Regions from separate parts of the Mus musculus genome. Here all the other regions are linked to region 3. The links are chromatin contacts, called in public promoter capture Hi-C maps. All regions are on one chromosome and are shown on one strand. The core of a region is the stretch at or near the end of the contact, and the rest is flanking DNA. Distances in the headings are between cores, read along the strand shown. Region 1 holds the start of Adamts16 (a disintegrin-like and metallopeptidase (reprolysin type) with thrombospondin type 1 motif, 16). Region 2 holds the start of Ttc37 (tetratricopeptide repeat domain 37). Region 3 holds the start of Lpcat1 (lysophosphatidylcholine acyltransferase 1). Region 4 holds the start of 8030423J24Rik (RIKEN cDNA 8030423J24 gene). Region 5 holds the start of Glrx (glutaredoxin). Region 6 holds the start of Rfesd (Rieske (Fe-S) domain containing).

Region 1 (2,700 bases), core at 93-2,592, 2.6 Mb after region 3:
TAGTGTAGGTGCGTGGAATTATAAAAGAATGAAACAGTAAGTCAACAAAACTGTACTCTTTGACAATATTTTTCATATGAACGACTGAGAGAGAAAGGGAGGGAGCAGAGAGAGAGAGAGAGGGATATGCATACACAGATCAGTTCATCTTGATTCCGCCCTGTCCTTTCTGAGATGTATGACACTTCATTCAGGCTTATAAAGAGCCACTCTGGGGCATCTCAGCTCAGTGTAGGCTGGAGTGAGCACCCTGAAAACTGCAGCCACTGCTCCACATGCCATCCCCCTTCTCAGCCTTGCAAACCAGGCAAGGTCAGTGTGACTGCAAATGAGGGACCCTAGAATGGCAGCTGGAGGGAGCCTGAGATGTGAGACCAACCGGCAGAAGGAAGTGGAGTGCAGCTGCTGGGATGGACAGTCATTGGCAGTCCCGCGTGTAGAAACATCTACCCGTGCGCTCAGTGCTGTCTGTATCTGTACCCACCCTGCAGCAGACACTCTCAGTCACTGATGGTCACAAAAGACGCTCATACTCAAACACATACTCAGGTCATGATGGACCAGGACGCAGGGCTGGAGAGAGGGCATTCGCTGGTTGTCTTGGATAGACCTGGTCTGGTCTAGGCTGGGGCTCCTAGACTTCCTACTAGGATGCTCTGGGAACCCAGTGGCCTCACACCTGCTCTCCCAGCAGGTCAGCCAGAGTCTAAAGTGAATCTGAAATTGGCCACTGCTGTCCAATGAAAAATTAGAGGCGTGAGAAAGAAACCCAGCTTCCTCATAGCCTGCCCTACCCTGCCCTGCCCTGCCCCGCCCCGCCTCCATTCACCCCTTTTCTTCACGTGCCCCAGGCAACTAAGGACTCACATTCATTCATAAGCAGATACATTCCTCCCTATACATCTCCCACTAGAAGGGAAGGCCAGAGGGTCTGTAACCAGGGGATGGACTAGAGAACAATGAATGCTGGATGCCTGTCTCTATGCAGCTCAATCTTGCCCTTAAGTGAGAAGTCCCACAGAGCTGCAGCGGTGGCAGGTGGCAGAGGACTTTGGAGTAACACACCAAGACAGTTTTCCACAAAAGCACAGGGGTGAACAGCTAGATATGACTGTGTCCTGGCCTTGTCTCTACCCCAAGTTCTCATGTAGGTGGACAAAACACCTTCCTGCTGGGTCATAGGCGTGAAGGATGCCCAGTACTTACCATGAGTCTGCTTCATCTCCTCTCCCTGCCACTCCTCCCTTATCCTCCTCCTCCTCCTGGTACCCCTCCTCCCTGCTTTACTCCCTCCTCTATCCCCTCCCCTCTCCTCTCCTTTGCCCTCCCTAGTCCTGCCCTCTCCTTCTCTACCCTCCTCCCTGCTGTCCCTTGGTTGCTGCGGGTGCTTTGCCGCCCCCCGCCACCACTGCCACTCCACCTCCCGGTGCCGAACGAAGCTGCAGTGATAACTCTGATGTGCATGGTGGAATCGCTGCCTGGAAACCCTGCGATTTTGCCGGGTCGGTCCTTTGCACCCTAGCATACTGCTAACACCGGGACTATCCAGTGACCCAGTCTAGACTGCTGAGCTGAGTCCTGTGAGCCCTCGGGCACCGGGGCCATGGAGTCCCGAGGTTGTGCTGCGCTCTGGGTGCTGCTGCTGGCGCAGGTCAGTGAGCAGGTGAGTCCTGGCGCTAGGACCAGCAGAGTCTGATGGCTGCAAGTGCATTCCGCCCTTGGCTGAGCTCTGCAGTGCCCGCATTTTCACTGAGGTGTCCTCGTTTTTTTTTTCCCCCTAGCAGACACCTGCGTGCGCCCTGGGACTCGCAGCTGCAGCGTCTGGGAGCCCGGAAGACCCGCAGCCTCCCCCATTCTCTGGGTCCAGCTGGCTGGAAACCGGTGGTAAGTTCGCGCGGTGGGGGCTCTCGGTTCCTCACAGGTAAGCAGCCAGCAACCCCCTATGCTGGTCTGCAAGTCTCCTGGGACTCAGGACGCCAAAAGCTTTGAAGATGCTATCTTGCTCTTTCTATTCATTTCGAGCACAAGATCATGCTCAAGAATGACTTCCGACCAACGTCTGTATCCTATTTCCTAGTAAAATGATAATGGCTAGCCAGAGTTACATTGGGGGAGTGAGATATCTGGGTGTAGGAAGACTCCAGATCACTCTATATATTGACATCATTAATGTATACACCAAATCTATTATAAGCAACGTAGTCCCCACTCCAGCATCTTCCCCCCTCTCCTTTCTTTCACATTGAAGCTTTCTCCACTTTGACTGTCACAGGAGGAGACAGAAGGCAACCTCATTAATATCGCTTTAATGTTAATTAATAGCACAGGGGACATCCAAAGGATGTGTCCTGGACCTCCTTGAACATGAACTCGAATTCAAGTCTTCTGCAAGGTTCAGCCACCTCAGTGATTCACAAGTGGGTTTCCCCTGTGAGGTGTCCTAGCAATGACACCTGGTGACTGAGAAAGCAGGCCATTGCACTTGCTAGGAGGTTTGTGCTGGGTCCACAGCAAATGCAGGATTTTACTCACCCTGTCCTTTCCTGGGATGAATTAGCTTGAGATTGTTAGCAGAAATGGCGACCAGAGGCGAGCCAGGTTTAATCTTTTCGGCAGATTTTTAGAATATGTACAGGATTAAACAATTGACACTTCGGAAACCCTCATTATCGCTTCCTTCATCAGGATAAACTTACAAGA
Region 2 (2,997 bases), core at 319-2,818, 2.6 Mb before region 3:
AAGGCAGGCTTTTATCAGTGTAATATCAAAGCACAATGAATTAATGAGTAGCTAAAAGCAGAAGACTGTCTTCAGCTCTAAATCAGAACTTTTAATACTTAAACCTCCACGAGTATAGAACGAGCTGCTCAGTGGAAGTTTTCCCACCAGGGAAGGTGAAGTATGGGCTGGACAAGCTAGCAGGGAGGACCTTTATATGCCCCACTTCGTGTCTGATGAAAAGTACTAGAAACCTCTTAGGTTCTAGCAGCCCTTTGAAACTGCGTCCCTAAAATACCTATTCCACCAACCTGCTACAGCGCCTGCTCTCACTGACACCGCAATTACAGAAAGAAGAAAAGGATGTGCTCTGTCCTCAGAACAAGGGCCTGCAGAAACAGAGCCTTCAAGGATCATCTGTGTTCAACGAATCATTACTATGCAAAAAAAAAAAAAAAAAAAGAATACCAAATGTAATTTTTATAAAACTAAGCACCAGTTGATATTGTTTCTGTAAAGTATGTCCTACATTCCAAATTTACTCAACACAATTCTGGGGAGTGTGCCCTGTTTAGGAGGTAATCTACTTAGATAAGCTATTGAAAAGTTATTTAACCTCTCTGTTTTCGCATCTGTAAAGTAGTCTAAGTGAAGATTAAGGAGTACATTCCACGTAAAGCATGCTACACAGTAAATATACAGTAAAGCTTAACAGACACTAAACACATACCGCTCTGTATTAGATGTGTAAGGTGTTTTATTACAATTAATCTGTACACAAGGCTGCCAGATATGAGAGTTGAGATTTTAAATAAATAGCATTACTCCTCCTTTTCCTGCCAGAAAATCAACACAAGTGGTGTAATGTACAATTATATATACCTGAAACTTATCAGTGAATAATTTGACTTGAAAATAGAAACGTGCTTCTTCCAGAATTCTCCAAAGGAATCTAGCAATCAAAAAAAGGAACAGCTGATTATTCTATACCCAACAATGTTACTCCGAGCATACATCAATTAACCGCACACTTCACACAGTCCACATCTGTACCTTTTAGAACCGGTCCCTATTGCTACTCCAAAGACAAAGAACAGCCAAGCTGTTCCGTATCTGGAACCTGAAACTTATTAGGCCCGCTCTTCAACCCACATGAGCATAATCCTTACAGGTCGGCAAACGGAGGAAATACGATGAGGGGGGCTTCCTGACTAGGGTTCCGGAACGCAGCAGAAATCCACACCACTACCCAGACCACACACGAGGTGACCTAGCCTAAAGTCCCATATAGGCACAACCCAATCCAATTCAAGTGACAGAATCACTGCCACCTCATCACCGCCAAGTTCACTTTGTCAGCGAACATTCAGCCCCGCACAAAAGGAAGACAGCCCGTAACATCACGCTCATGCTCAGTATTTTCTCCCCCTAAATACCACTTCTACTGCCTTTAGATTTCAACTTCTGCCAAAACCGAAGCGATCAGAACCCACCTGGGCATGTGGGACTGCCACAAAGTACAAGTCTGAACAACGCATGCGCGCTTCCCCAGACATCGCTTGAGTGAGAGGAACTGGCAGAGCTATCATTAGCTCGAAATTTGATTAAAACGGTCTTCACATGGGCTGAGCGCGATTGGTTTTTGCGCATGCGCCTGCCCTTGGCCTGATGGGAGGTGTAGTTTCTAGGTGCCGCTCATATTTACTTCTGTATTTGTAAGCCAAACTTCTAGTCTTGTCCCTAGAGTCCGGCCCCTGCTCATGACTGGAGAGCAGGCTACAGGAGACCCGCTCAGCAGCCGCTTCTGAACGGCCATGCCCGCGATGCTGTTGCTGTTGGTGTCGGTGGTCGCAGCGTTAGCACTCGCAGCACCGGCCCCCAGAACACAGAAGAAAAGGATGCAAGTGAACCAGGCGCCCAACGTGGTGCTGGTCGCCAGTGACTCCTTCGTAAGTACCCAAAGGACGGGGAGCAGACACCGCCCAGAGCCTGTGGAGAAACATCACAGGGAACAGGACCCTGGGGTTGAGAGGTCCCGCATGCGCACACCTGCAAGCACGCATGTGCATACTAATAAAGTAGTAGAAAGAAGCCAGTCTCTAACTCCTGGGCTTTGCTCCTTGAACTTTATTCACTAGACCAGCAATTCTCAACCTGTGGCTCTCGATCCCTTGGGAGAGGTCGAGTCACCTTTTGCAGAAGTCACCTAAGACCATCGGAAATATCAGATATTTACATTACAACTCATACCTAACAAAATTACAGTTATGAAGTGACAACAAAAATAATCGTATGGTTGGGAGAGTCACCATAATATGAGGAACTGTATTAAACTGTTGCAGCATAGAAAGGCTGAGAACCACTAATCTAGACATTCTATACTTGTGTTAGCACTGATTTAAAGAAGTTATTTGTGTATGCATCACCTTAAATTTGATTTAAATTCATATGGAAAGTGAAAGGACCTCGAATTGGGAAGGGGAAAAAAACATGAAAAAGAAGACTGATTTAAAAAAAAAAAAAAAAAGCTTTTAATTTCAAAACTAATGGTAAAGCTACAATAGCCACAATAGTACTTTACATGCAGAACAATAAATATTCAGACCAGTAGAGTAGAATTAAGAGTCCAGAAATAGTCTTATAAACAAGTAGTGCTGGAAAAGTAAATATATACATGGAAAGGAACAAAATTGGGTCCTGCCTTCCACCATGTGTAAAAACAAAAGTTAGTCAATGATTTAAATGTAAAAGCTAAGGCTATAAAACTCCTTCAAGACAATGGAAGTGTAAATTGTCATAATCTTGGTTTAGGCAATTTAAAATGAGCCAAGGATTTGAAAAGACATTCCTACACAGAATATACACAGATAGCCAATAAGCCCATCATAAGAAGCTTAGATTCATTAATCATTAGGGAAATGTAGCTCAAACCAATTGATCCCCATAAGGATAGCCAGAATCAAAAGGCATAAAAATAGGAGGAAGTCATGTGAGATGATATGGGAAGAGCCAAGGGTG
Region 3 (3,059 bases), core at 65-2,564:
CTCACAGGCTCCAGACACAACCAGGAAAGAGGACAAGACCTGGGGGCCAATATGAGGCCTTTACTTTACACTCTCCGTGTTCAATTCTGCTGACCATCCATTCCTACGGGTGATAACTAACCCCACTGGATGCTTTGAGCAGAAACCGGTGCTTGGGAAAGTAATAATTTCAACAGACTTTACCTTAATATTATGTCTGATAGGTTACACATTTAAAAACACCATCTCCTCCTAGAGCTGGTCCCTTACAGTTGGAAATACTACTCTGCCTGTAAACCACGGAAGTCTGAAACTGTGAACTCTGCTCATTACTCAAAGAAGGGTCCCAGAAGTGACCACAGCACCACAGACCTGGCCCCTGAGTAAAAAAAGGTCCCACGTGCCGGGTCTCACGGTGAGAACCACAAGAACAGATAGCAACTGTGCCTAGATCCAGGTCCCCGCTCACTACTAGCCAGCCGCAGCGCACAGGTTCCCTCTCACGTGGGAACTATGTTGTATAAAGTTGATACCGGGCACAGGCAGCCCAAGGGAGCATCGCTAACAACCGACACAGTGTACTAGACACAGGAAACAATCTGCAAACATGGATGTGGAAATCATCCTATTGGGTTATGCCAGGGGCCCCGCGCGTCCGGTGCTCCAGATGACAATTCAGGTTCCGACACTAGGCCACGGAGACACACAGTAGGCCTCCTAGCTGTGCGGAGACGCTGGAAAGGGGCTGCCTGATGCGAGGACACCCCCCCACCCCCGCCCACCTCCAGGCCTCCTGCTGGCGGGAACCCGGGCCAGGCCTGGGATGAGGGTGCAGGGCCCAAGGGATGGAGTGCAGGGTCCAGTACCGAAACCAAAAGGGTGTAAGTCGGCGTGCACGCAGGCGGCGGGAAGCGGGACCCTGGCGCGGGTTGGAAGAGTGCTGCAGGGGAGGGGTGCGGCTCACGGAGGACCGGGCGGCGCCCAGCCCCTCCCCACCGCATCCCGAGCGCATCCTGGATAGAGTACAGCAGCGCTGCGGAGAACCCACCTGGGCCTTCTGCAGGGCGCTCAGTCGCAGCTCGTGCACGAAGGGGTTCCGCCCCGGGGGCGCTAGGCGCCGCGCGTCGCCTGCCCCAGAGCTGGAGGAGGGGGCGGCCCGCGGCCCGCGGCCCCGCAGCCTCATGGCTGCCCGCGCCTGAGCAAGGAGTAGAGCAGATGGAGCTCAGCCGACCGAGCTCAGCTGAACCGAGCCAAGCACAGAAGAGCCGAGAGCAGCAGAGCTAGCAGAGCGCGCGGGAGAGGGCCTAGGATGCGCGGCCGCCCGGAGGCGCAGGCGCGGGAGGGGCGGCGTGACGTGGGTGGGGCCAACGGGGTGCCCCGCCCAGACCGCTCTGGGCTATGAATGCGCCTGCGCGTCTTAAGGCTCCTGGACTTAGGGGAATCCTGCGAATTTGCATGTGTAGGGAGACCTTAAATTTTGGGTCGCAGGACTGAACTGGGCAGGCCCACTTCTCAGCGCAACGCTGTCCTCACAGGCAGCTTCCTTCCCCTAACCATTGTAATCCATCAGTCGCCATCGAGGGAGAAGATAGGCTAGGAGACCCTAATTTGTATCACACCATTAACTAGGACTCTAAATAGCCTTTCTGCTAAAATGTATTCATTTGACTCACTGGATGCCTTTTGTACTTTGTATCCTGTTTTAAAATAGGATACAAAGTAGCTTTCTGATCAAAATGTATACATTTGAAAAACTAAAGAAATGCCTTTTGTAGCAACACCAGGTGCTTTTATTTGTATAGCTCATAGAACACTCAACAAGCAGGTACTGGGAGACAGAGGGTCTAGCCTCAGTCACCAGACAGGAAAAAGGAGCTAAATTCTGCCTAATTCCAGATACCCTTGGCTTCCTGTCTAACCTCCCCAAAGTCCAAACTTCCTGTGGACACCAGAGCTCTCAGAGTCTCCACCACATCCTCTCACAATAGAGTGACCAGAGCCTCTGATAACTCCTGACAGAAATGTGACCAGGCTCTGTTTTGAGGAGTTGGCTAGAAGAAAAATGCTCGCACAGATCTTGTCACTTCAAAGCTTCATCTTGTATTGGACACGTGACGTTATCTTGAGATTCCCTTGTCCCCTCTGCAAAATGAGCCATGAAGCAGCGACAGTACACATAGCCTTTCCTCTGGGCTAAGAAGGCTGTGGAGATCCTTAAGGACTATGAGCAAACTTAATGTTCTTTTTTTTTTTTTTTTTTTTTTTTCAAGACAGGGTTTCTCTGTTTAGCCCTGGCTGTCCTGGAGCTCACTTTGTAGACCAGGCTGGCCTCGAACTCAGAAATCCACCTGCCTCTGCCTCCGAGTGCTGGGATTAAAGGCGTGCGCCATCACACCCGGCCTTAATGTTCTGATATGTTGTCCTGTGACCTAGATTCCACTGATTCTAGATTTTAATTCCCATTTGTTCAAGTCTCAGACACAAGAGTGTAGCATCCAAGGATCTTCAGCTCCCTGTCAAGAAAACCCCAGGGCACAAAGGCCTATCAGGCTTACAAACAGACCTTTAGAGGAAGGAAGACAGGCGGGCCAGGTGCCACCTGAAGTCTACAAGCAAAGAAGCCTGCGGGTATCCTGGGCCAGGATTTCTGTAGCCTCAAAGCTGGGTCATAGAAAGCTGTGAACATCCTGTGTAGCGGTGTTGACCCAAGTCCACATATTTTGTGGAAAGAAAATCTTTTGCAGGTGATCATGATGACTCTAATAGATTTGTCAGGACCCATCCAGTATTAGTGATGTCTTTGTGAATGGGAGATTTGAATGAGGAGACAAGGCAGAATGGGGGGTGGGGGGATGCCATGTAAGACCAAGTTTTCCTAATTGAGGATGTTCAGCCACCTGAAGCTGGAGAGAGAGCTGGGAGGACCCTTCCTTAGAGACATCAGGGAGAGCTGCCTCTACCTTGATCTTGGTCGTTTATCTTTCTGAGGTGTGAGAGGATGCAGCTGTTTTTTCATCCAGATTGTAATCAATTGTTCAGAGCCCCAGGAGGTTCACAGTACAGTATGAGTCCCTGAATGG
Region 4 (2,806 bases), core at 46-2,545, 2.6 Mb after region 3:
TTGCTATCTATTTTGGAACCTGCTAAAAATACAATGACTTTCCGATGGCAACCTTCTGCAGCTCTGTGTCAGCACTGAGTATCTGCTCCTTCTCTGCAGCTGGCTGTCCGCCAATGAGAAGCTCCGGCAGCTGGAGCCTTCCCAGGGCATCTGCTCTCTTCTCATGCTCTCATTGTCTCTGCTCAGTTCATCAGCCTGTGTGTGAGTTTCCCTCATGGCAGGGCTTACAGCAGCGAGGGACAGGTGTTGACCATCATAGAAATCTTCTTCCTCTGGCACAACACATGCAGGTGCGTGGCTCTCCCAGACACCGCTAGAACGCCAACAGGGAGATGGGCCACAATGCTGCTCATGGTGCAATCGGAAGTCGGAGAGGAAGTCTGCGAAGGAAACACATAGATCACCTCACCAAACATTCAGTATCCAGCCATCGAAGCAGTCCAGGATGAGTTTCAAGGACCTATGGTGTGTGTGTGTGTATGTCCACACAGAGGCGAACATATATTTAGATACTTGTAAGTATATGTGTATTGGAAGACACAACTCTTTCTACCTACTGTTCTGTCTCTTGATTTATTTATTGCCATTGGATTGATTTTCCTTGATGATGGTTGCAAGGTAGAATTATCCAAAAGCTTCTCTAAGAAATTGGGGTATTTAAAAGCATACAAACAGACATATAACATAAGGACAAGTAGCAGGGAGAAGTGCTCACCTCGGTACTGAGGCTGCCTGAGGGGCCTTGCAGTGTGCTTCGGAGCCAGCATTCCTCAGGGGATGGCAGGTGAAGCCATGAACGCTTGCTTCTCTCCACCATTTCACTCCATTCTCACAGAAGCCTTTCCTTCAGATCAGCAGAGAAAGTGATACAACTGGGGAGGCTCTGGCCTCTTGCAGAAGAACCACAGCTAACTGCCTTCCTTTCAGCAAAAGAGAGGATGCACTGAAAGGCTGTCTGTCCTCTGTGCCCTGACATTACTAGCTATCAACCCATGTCTGTCAGAAGCCCTGATCCCTACCAGAGCATTGGTATAGTTACTAAAATTGGGGGCAGGAGTCTTGGCAATAAGATTTGAACCAGAAAGAATCCATTGGGAGGATAAAGCCAAGCCTGGAAGAAGAGCTCTACCGCTCACCCTTAATCAAGCAACCAGGCAATGTGGACAAAGGGTAAGCTGCAATTATTAAGCTAATACCTGGTGGTTTCCAGGCCTGCACATCAAACAGGAGACAGCCACCATTTGCCTCTCAGTTAATACTGACTTGAGTTCTGCCCTTGGGTCACAGTATGGAACACTGATGCAAAGCTTCCCAAAACGATTACCTACACGTTCTGTTCTTTGTTTTAATCCATGGTATTCACTGTCTTATCAAAGGCTGTCCTTGAGAATATAGTACTTGTTGGTGCTGTTATCCAAACTTCAGCAACTTAGACATCAGAAAACATTTGAGGGAGGGGCATAGAGATGCGACTAGGTTGCCTGGCATGCAGAAAGCCATAGGTTTGACCCCTAGAACCTAATAAACCAGGCACCATGATGCACAGCAGCAACCCAAGCATTAGAGAGGTAGGTGCAGAAGAATAAGAAGTTCGAAGTCATCTTTGGCCATAGAGTGAGTTCAAGGCCAGCTAGAAAAAGAGGGGGAAGGAACAAAAGAAGAGGAGTGTAGGGAGGAAGAAGGTGAGAAAGGAAGGGCAGATCTATGGGGTTGTAGACAGTATGTAGATGTAGGTAGAGGGATATAGATGGTGTTCTTGGTGGCCCTGCTGGGCTGGCATTCTTCACAGAGCTGTTGTGTCACCTTATGCTATTTGCAGACTTAATCAGTGGGAGAGATCTTCACTTAGTTGTACAGCCAGAGCCTTTCAAAAGAGACCCTTGGTATTGACTAAGAGTCCGTGACTGTGCATCTGCAGTCTACCTTGAGCTTTCCTGTGCGTGGGACAAGAATTTAACATTACAGAGAACCGTGTACCACCCAGGATTCTTTGTATAGTACTCAGCTAGCTTCAGATACTGCCAGCTCAAACTCCCCATGTCACTTAAAAAAAGAAATCTATCATGAATTAGCTACCAAACAAATAAACAAACTGTTGGAATTTCAATTGTTTTCTCCATACAGGGTACAGCACACCCATGCTATCCGAGAATGGCTTTTGCATGAAAGCCCTAGCAATGGTGAACAGTGTGTTTTGAGTTTCAGTTACTCGGAAAAACTGAAGACTGCAGATCTAGGCTTACACCTGTAGTATAAATGTGTCCTGCTCTGCTTCTCTGAATAGGTTTCTGTTTTGTTTCAGTCCTGAGAACAGAGGTGAAATCTTTGCAAATGGACTCTCAATGAACCTGCTTCCTCTGTCAGCAGCCTGTGTCTGATCCTGCTCCATGAAAAGGCCTGTGCAGAGACTCCATACCTCTGGCCAGGTCCTTCTAGGCCTGTCGGGAGGAGACTGTGGAGGACCATTCTTCCAAACCCAGATCCTTAATTGCTCCTATGGTTTCTCCAAAGTTACTTGAAGATAAAACTTCCTTACTCAAGTTCCATGGCATTAACGGACTTATCTACACTATTAAACATTAACCCAAAGTCAAAACAATCACCCTCTACCGAACACGTTGCCAAAGTCTTTTCTACATTTAACTCTAGGTGTCTGTCTCAAGTGAATGATGGTTTTAGATTCATCCAGCTAACGGGAAACCATTCAATCCAAGAATGCCAAGAAACTTTCTCCTTTATGTCAAGTTCAATATGTAACTTGCACATACTTGATGGTTGAAATATTACCAAAGCAGATCGAATTGTC
Region 5 (2,700 bases), core at 39-2,538, 2.4 Mb before region 3:
ACACCATACATTTTATGGACTTGGGCATCCATGGACATCTGTATTTTTTCAGCTTCCCAATGAAGCCTCACTGAGGAAGTTTCTTTCCTCTGCTTTTCACTGTCACGCGTCACTTTAGTTGGTATTGGAGGCAGGTGGCCAAGGTTCTTGGCTTGTTGGGGCTGCCTCGGCTTTGTCCCCAACACTCCAGTTAACTGTACAACAAGCTCACTTTCCAGCACTGGAGTCTGTTGAGCTGGGCATTCCAGCAGCAGCCCAGGCACAAAGAAAGCCTTTTCTGAGGAGGAAGGTGTTCTTAGAGAGCTGCATATGGATTTGTGGAACAGGACTTTGAAGCGCTCCCTCTAATCTTGCAGCCTGCGTCACTGAGGATGGATCTCCAAGGCAAGAATCCATCAGATCATACAGTAAGTTATCATGATAACCAGACCTGAAAATATCCTACAATTAAGGCAGCACAGGCAAAAATGGAGTCCAGGATTTACTTTTCTAGTGGGTGGGGCTAGGTAAGAATGGACAAACTAGGTGATAAAGAAAGAAAGCCTAGTGCAAAGAAAAGGAAGGGCCGCAGACCCCACTACATGCTAACAGGGGGAAGAGAGTGCCTATGGCCCCCATCCATAACATAAAAGCTAGAGATCACATCCAGCCTCGAAGCTGCCTCCTGCCTTGCCAGAAGAACACTGCCAGTTCAAAATAGTGCTTAAAACAAAGCCTTCAGATAAACACTTAACTGCCGCCAGCCCAGCTGTCAGGCCCACTATCCACACACCAACCAGCGTTCTGCCTTCTGGTCCTCCCAGGCAGTCCTGCTGCCCACTCATTTGAGCAGTGTCTTCCCTTGAGTCCCTCCCCCACACCCTGCAAAGTCCTCTGGCTGCTTTGAAGGACAGAGCCCAGGCAACGGCATCCTAGAAAAGGCACAGCTAGCTGTCTACAAAGCTCTGGAAAGGAAACAGCAACACCCCAGCGCTTCCTTAGCATTTAAACACACTCACTGTTCTCGCTCCGGTGAGCTGTTGTAAATAATCTTGAATCGCACTGGTGTTGTTAGTGGCTGTGATGTCCACAAACTCCAGAAGACCTTGTTTGAAAGGCAGTTGACTGAGGATTTCTTGGGTCTTTCTGCAGTAGGGGCAGGTGGGCTTGATGAACACGACCACCTTCCCAGACTGGATCTTGCAGTTCACAAACTCCTGAGCCATGCTGACAGGCTGCAGCTTCTCCAGGGAGGAACGTGCAGTTGAAAGTAATGGTCCGGTAATGCAGCGGCGCTTAGCCAGCAGCTCTCATTTAATAAGGAACCTCCTTGGAGGAGGAGTTACCAAGTAGGATGCTTCAGTTTTAAAGGGCCAGCCCCAAAGTCAGTTCATTTTGGTATGAGTCAGTACTTCCTAGGCCTACCATTGCACACTGGCTGTGTAAGCTATAACAGGCTGTCTTGTGTCCTCCCCAAGAACAGAACTAAGTCACCCTCTAGGGTAGCAGAGACAGCGCAGACCAGTTTCTGGGTAGGAGGCCCCAGGTCCTCTTAGAACAAATTCTCTCTCTCTCTTCTTTTGGAAACACGGTTGTTTTGAAAAATAAAAACACAACCATTCAGGAAAGCTTTGGCTCTTCATAGGATGTGGGGACTGCATAGTGATTGGGCCTTGTGGGTTGCACCGGCATGCTTTCTTTGCCCTGTAAGGTGGGTACTTGTGTGATTAGTGGACTTGGTTCTTGACATGTAAAAATGTGCTTGTCTGTACTTTCTCTCTGTCTTTAAAAAGTGGGGTGCCATGCTCTGAGTTCATGGTGAACAATGAGCCCTTTTCAGTGGGGTAGATTTGTGACTGAACTTTGCCACGGGGCCTACCTGTGAAGCTAAGCTTTTTAATAGGTCTCTCTTACTCCAAAAGCCTTAGGGCTGGTGACCTTTGAATAGCAGTTCAGTAAGAAACAAATTCTCCCATAACCCCTGACCTGAGATTCCAGACAGAATGTGGATCTTTTCCTGTCTGACTTGTTTTGACAGTGAGCTGAGGTGCTTTGGGAGGTGGTGCTGAGGTAGATAAGCAAGTCGAAGAGAAAACTCCTGTCAGACTGAAGCACCTTTCCAAGCAAGCAACCAGCTCCACAGTAGAACCAGAGTATCTTACAGGAGGTCAGACTACAGTCATGTCCTGGTGACGGCTCTGGTGCACATTGTGACCAAAGAGAAGTAAACTGACTTCTGGGGGCTGCTTTCTTTGTCACTCTCACTGTTACCCACATCAAATGGCAAAATAACAGTCAGATGGTAATAGTCAGGGCCACAGAAGAAGCGGAGAGAGAGTTCTGCCAACGGAGAAGCGGCCTGGCTGCATGGCTGAGGTGGCTGGCCCATGGCAGGGTTGTAGACCTCTCAGCCCATAGCTTCCCACAATTCTGAACAAGTTTAGGGCTAGAGTCTTAACTTTCTGGCAACCTTCTGATGCCAGCTGTTTCAAGGACCTCTTGAGGGTTCTTGCTGTTCACATGACCCTGGGGAATAAGCACCCAGCTCAGGCTGTTCCTTTAGAGTCTTTCTCTCCTTCTCATTTGTCTGGTCTTTCCCTTCCTCCTTTTCCTAACAATCTGACTCTCTCATCTATCTCAAAGATCATTTTGAGAACCACCATGATCTTCGGTCTCTTGCATTCTGCCCTGTCTCAATATTTGCCACTCCTGTTTTCCTTA
Region 6 (2,996 bases), core at 438-2,937, 2.6 Mb before region 3:
GTGAACAAGACCCCTGAGTCTCAGGTCCCCAGTCCTTTGGGGCACTGAAATCACTGTGTTAGTATGTTAAATACAGATTTCAACGTCCAATTTTGGATTCACAGTGTAATAATTTTGGAAGTTAGTGATCCTGTGAACATGATGAACATGCCTAGGGTCCACCAGATATTCTGTAAGAAATATGGAAAGGACCAACCCCACAAGGTGACACAGTACAAGAAGGACAAGGATTCTTTGTAAGCAGCGTTATGACAGGAAACAAAGTGACTATGGTGGACAAACTAAGCCTATTTTCCGCAAAAAGGCTTCTACAAAGAAGATTGTGCTGAGACTGGAGTGCATTGAGCCCAACTGCAGATCTAAGAGGATGCTGGCTATTAAGAGATGTGAGCATTTTGAATTGTGAGGCGACAAGAAGAGAAAGGGCCAAGTGATCCAGTTCTAAGCTGATTTTGTTATGAATAAAATCTTGACCTTTCACTCCCTCTGATTGCAGTTGGTCTTTCTGGGAGGGAAAAAATGAAAAGCTTTCAGAAATTAAAAAACAAAAATATATATTGAATCCTTTCTAAGATTTTTACTTCATTGATCTGGTATACTGGGCAAAGTTGCTTTGTTATTGTTTTTTGGTTTTGTTTGTTTTAATTCCTAGGCAGATCTAAAGCCTAGCCAAGATTATGAGCTATTGAATCAAAGGATCATTAATTTTAAAAAATCCTTATTATTCTGTGTGAGCAGGGACATGCATGCTACAGCATAGTTTGTTAAGTCAGTTCCTACATCATTAAATGAGCTCTGGGCTACAACTCAGGCTGTCCCGTTTACAAGCACCCTTACTCCATGAATCATCTTGCTGGCCTCTTTTTTCTTTTTTCTTTTTTTAAAGCAGGGTGTCTGTGCTGCCCAACACTTGGGTTCAAGTGATCAACTTCAGCCCGGGTTGTGGGCTCTATAAGAGCTTGCCACGTGCCAGTTTACAGAGAATGCTTGCAAACCAGTAAGACTCATTTAGCTTGCACCTCTGAGCATAAGTATGGGGAGTTCTTATTGTGTTGCTCTTAATGTAACACTGAAAGAGAAATTGAAAGTGAAAACACACCATCTCCCCTTAAATCTAGTAATTTTTAAAAGCTTTGGTATACACAAATACTTAACCTATTTGTATCTCAAGCAATGAGTTATTTGTGTTAAAGAGAGCATATTACACATGGGAGCCTGTATGGTGTAGTGTATGGAATTGGACCTTTGGGTATACAGTATATGGCTGTAAAGTTTTCCCATGTTCTAGGTATTATTTCGCTTAGGGATGAGATTGCTGAGTGCATTTAAAATTTGGATAAATTTAGAGTGAGTCCGATTATCGTTCTTTGAAAAAAGAAAAGAGAAAGAAAATGATGCACCTACTCATATCCCACAAGAGCTAGAAAAATTCCACAAACAGGACAGCAGCCTGATGGAGGGACGGGAGGGGAGCCAGTACTTCCTAGCACGTGACCCCTGCCCCGCCTCCTCACAAACTCGCGTCGCGCAGGCGCAGGACGCAGGGGCTGCGGGAGCTGGGTGTTGAGGGCGGGGCGAGGACCCCAGCACAGTAAGTTAGGTTCTCGCGGTGCGGGAATTGGGTGAGGGGAGCGGGGCGGAGATTTCTGGCACGCTGCTGCTTCCGGTCGGACACCGCCCGGGCCTGCACTTCCTGCGTCCGCTGGCAGCGGTTCCGAGTCCTCGGGTGTCTGAGCAGGGAGCGTTTGGACCCTCGTGGACTGGCATTGGCAAGAGCCTCAGTGAACTGTTCGCCTTGACAGTTGGGCCACAGCCGGGACCTGCAGCCATTTAAATAGGCTTTTCCGCACTTGTGCCATAAACTATGAAAGCGAATCCTTCTGACGTCCCACGCACCCCAAATATTCTCCTGGGATGGCCGTCGGGACGACTGCTGGTTGCCGTGCTGTCCCTAGCGCCGCTCAATCTAGCAGCTGCGGCCTGTCTTCTTAGCAAATAAAACTGGTTTGAGAACTGCTAAAGCCATGGGGGTGGCTACCAGCCTTGCTGCGCTTCCTGCGGTTGCACCCAGCTGTATAGAGTAGAGGTGCCTTAACGTGGTTGTCCTCTGCACACCCTATGATACAGGCCTCTTAGGAAGCAGTCCGGGATTCAGACGCTGGTGAAACGCCTTGTCATCTTTAATACCAGACATTGGCAGTAATTCGCTCAGCTGCACGGCTTCATTAAATTGGGCAAGTGTTTTACTTTAGATATTTGTGAAGACAATCTTGTACATTAGCATTCCTACATAAACATTCAGAACCATCTTTTCCGATACATGTGTGCACTGCGAATATAAAACTCTCTATACGTTTTTGCCGAACGGTTTTTGTGACTTTCAAGATGATTTTCTTTCAGGCCACATGTTTTTTGTTTTTTGTTTCTTTTCTTTTATAAATCGCTGGCTGCTAGTGACACGAAAGTTACACCAAGCAACATATGAGCTTACAGATATTTAATTTTGTGAGGAGTAATGAACATTTACACGCAAAGTGTCCAAGCGGTAGTGAAATGTAGCTAGTCAAATGTATTTATTATCATCAAACTGCTACTGACTAAAGCATTTCCCTTCCCTGAGCCTAAAAGCCAGGGTGTCACCCTGGAGATAAGCACTGTGATAATTTGTGGGCCAGGTCCCCACTCTAAGAGTCCCTGAGTCATTGCTCAAGAGGAGTGACACATGAGTGTGAGTACCTTTAATTTCATGTCTTTTGTCTTCAGTGACTTTATACTTGAATGAATTATCTACATTAGAAAGGTGTTTAAAACTGTCGGGGCCATCCACTTATCTAAAACAAATAGTTTTATATGGAATTCTCACTTTAAGAAATCTAATTTTAGGGATCTACGAACAACAAAACAGTTTTTATTTTTAAAGACAATGGTAGAACAGAACATTTTTTATTTTTATTTTTTTTTGTCAAAAACTGTATTAAAAATTATGTTCTCCAGCA

Evidence for each region. Promoter capture Hi-C pulls out the DNA fragments that hold promoters and counts their contacts.
Region 1: a promoter capture Hi-C map of the 3T3-L1 cell line shows a contact between it and region 3, with 6 times the contacts expected there. The contact joins the promoter of Adamts16 here to the promoter of Lpcat1 in region 3. A contact is called at or near these places in 2 of 39 promoter capture datasets (the 3T3-L1 cell line and hippocampal neurons) and 1 of 115 datasets of contacts at active chromatin or transcription factors (astrocytes).
Region 2: a contact with region 3 is called in a promoter capture Hi-C map of pre-B cells, with 4 times the contacts expected there. The contact joins the promoter of Ttc37 here to the promoter of Lpcat1 in region 3. A contact is called at or near these places in 3 of 39 promoter capture datasets (hippocampal neurons, liver and pre-B cells).
Region 4: a contact with region 3 is called in a promoter capture Hi-C map of hippocampal neurons, with 7 times the contacts expected there. The contact joins the promoter of 8030423J24Rik here to the promoter of Lpcat1 in region 3. A contact is called at or near these places in 2 of 39 promoter capture datasets (hippocampal neurons and liver) and 1 of 115 datasets of contacts at active chromatin or transcription factors (astrocytes).
Region 5: a contact with region 3 is called in a promoter capture Hi-C map of pre-B cells, with 4 times the contacts expected there. The contact joins the promoter of Glrx here to the promoter of Lpcat1 in region 3. A contact is called at or near these places in 1 of 39 promoter capture datasets (pre-B cells) and 1 of 115 datasets of contacts at active chromatin or transcription factors (double positive thymocytes).
Region 6: a contact with region 3 is called in a promoter capture Hi-C map of pre-B cells, with 7 times the contacts expected there. The contact joins the promoter of Rfesd here to the promoter of Lpcat1 in region 3. A contact is called at or near these places in 2 of 39 promoter capture datasets (liver and pre-B cells).

What each region holds. Positions count from the first base shown.
Region 1 is chr13:70,840,453-70,843,152 of GRCm38.p6, reverse strand. Adamts16 (a disintegrin-like and metallopeptidase (reprolysin type) with thrombospondin type 1 motif, 16) reads left to right here and starts at 1,342. Exons shown (of 23, transcript NM_172053.3): 1 at 1,342-1,663; 2 at 1,782-1,884. The coding sequence starts at 1,604. Gm36529 (predicted gene, 36529) reads right to left here. Exons shown (of 4, transcript NR_167928.1): 1 at 2,533-2,700.
Region 2 is chr13:76,097,305-76,100,301 of GRCm38.p6, reverse strand. It overlaps Ttc37 (tetratricopeptide repeat domain 37), which reads right to left and starts at 1,568. Exons shown (of 44, transcript NM_001081352.2): 1 at 1,473-1,568; 2 at 862-931. Arsk (arylsulfatase K) reads left to right here and starts at 1,642. Exons shown (of 8, transcript NM_029847.4): 1 at 1,642-1,928. The coding sequence starts at 1,794.
Region 3 is chr13:73,465,486-73,468,544 of GRCm38.p6, reverse strand. It overlaps Lpcat1 (lysophosphatidylcholine acyltransferase 1), which reads right to left and starts at 1,314. Exons shown (of 14, transcript NM_145376.6): 1 at 1,028-1,314. The coding sequence starts at 1,162.
Region 4 is chr13:70,881,437-70,884,242 of GRCm38.p6, reverse strand. 8030423J24Rik (RIKEN cDNA 8030423J24 gene) reads right to left here and starts at 1,295. Exons shown (of 3, transcript NR_157373.1): 1 at 1,197-1,295; 2 at 716-844; 3 at 1-380.
Region 5 is chr13:75,838,474-75,841,173 of GRCm38.p6, reverse strand. Glrx (glutaredoxin) reads right to left here and starts at 1,288. Exons shown (of 3, transcript NM_053108.4): 1 at 999-1,288. The coding sequence starts at 1,205. It overlaps Gm41005 (a long non-coding RNA gene), which reads left to right and starts at 106. Exons shown (of 2, transcript XR_873685.2): 1 at 106-407.
Region 6 is chr13:76,017,253-76,020,248 of GRCm38.p6, reverse strand. It overlaps Rfesd (Rieske (Fe-S) domain containing), which reads left to right and starts at 1,687. Exons shown (of 4, transcript NM_178916.5): 1 at 1,687-2,728. It also overlaps the pseudogene Gm4165.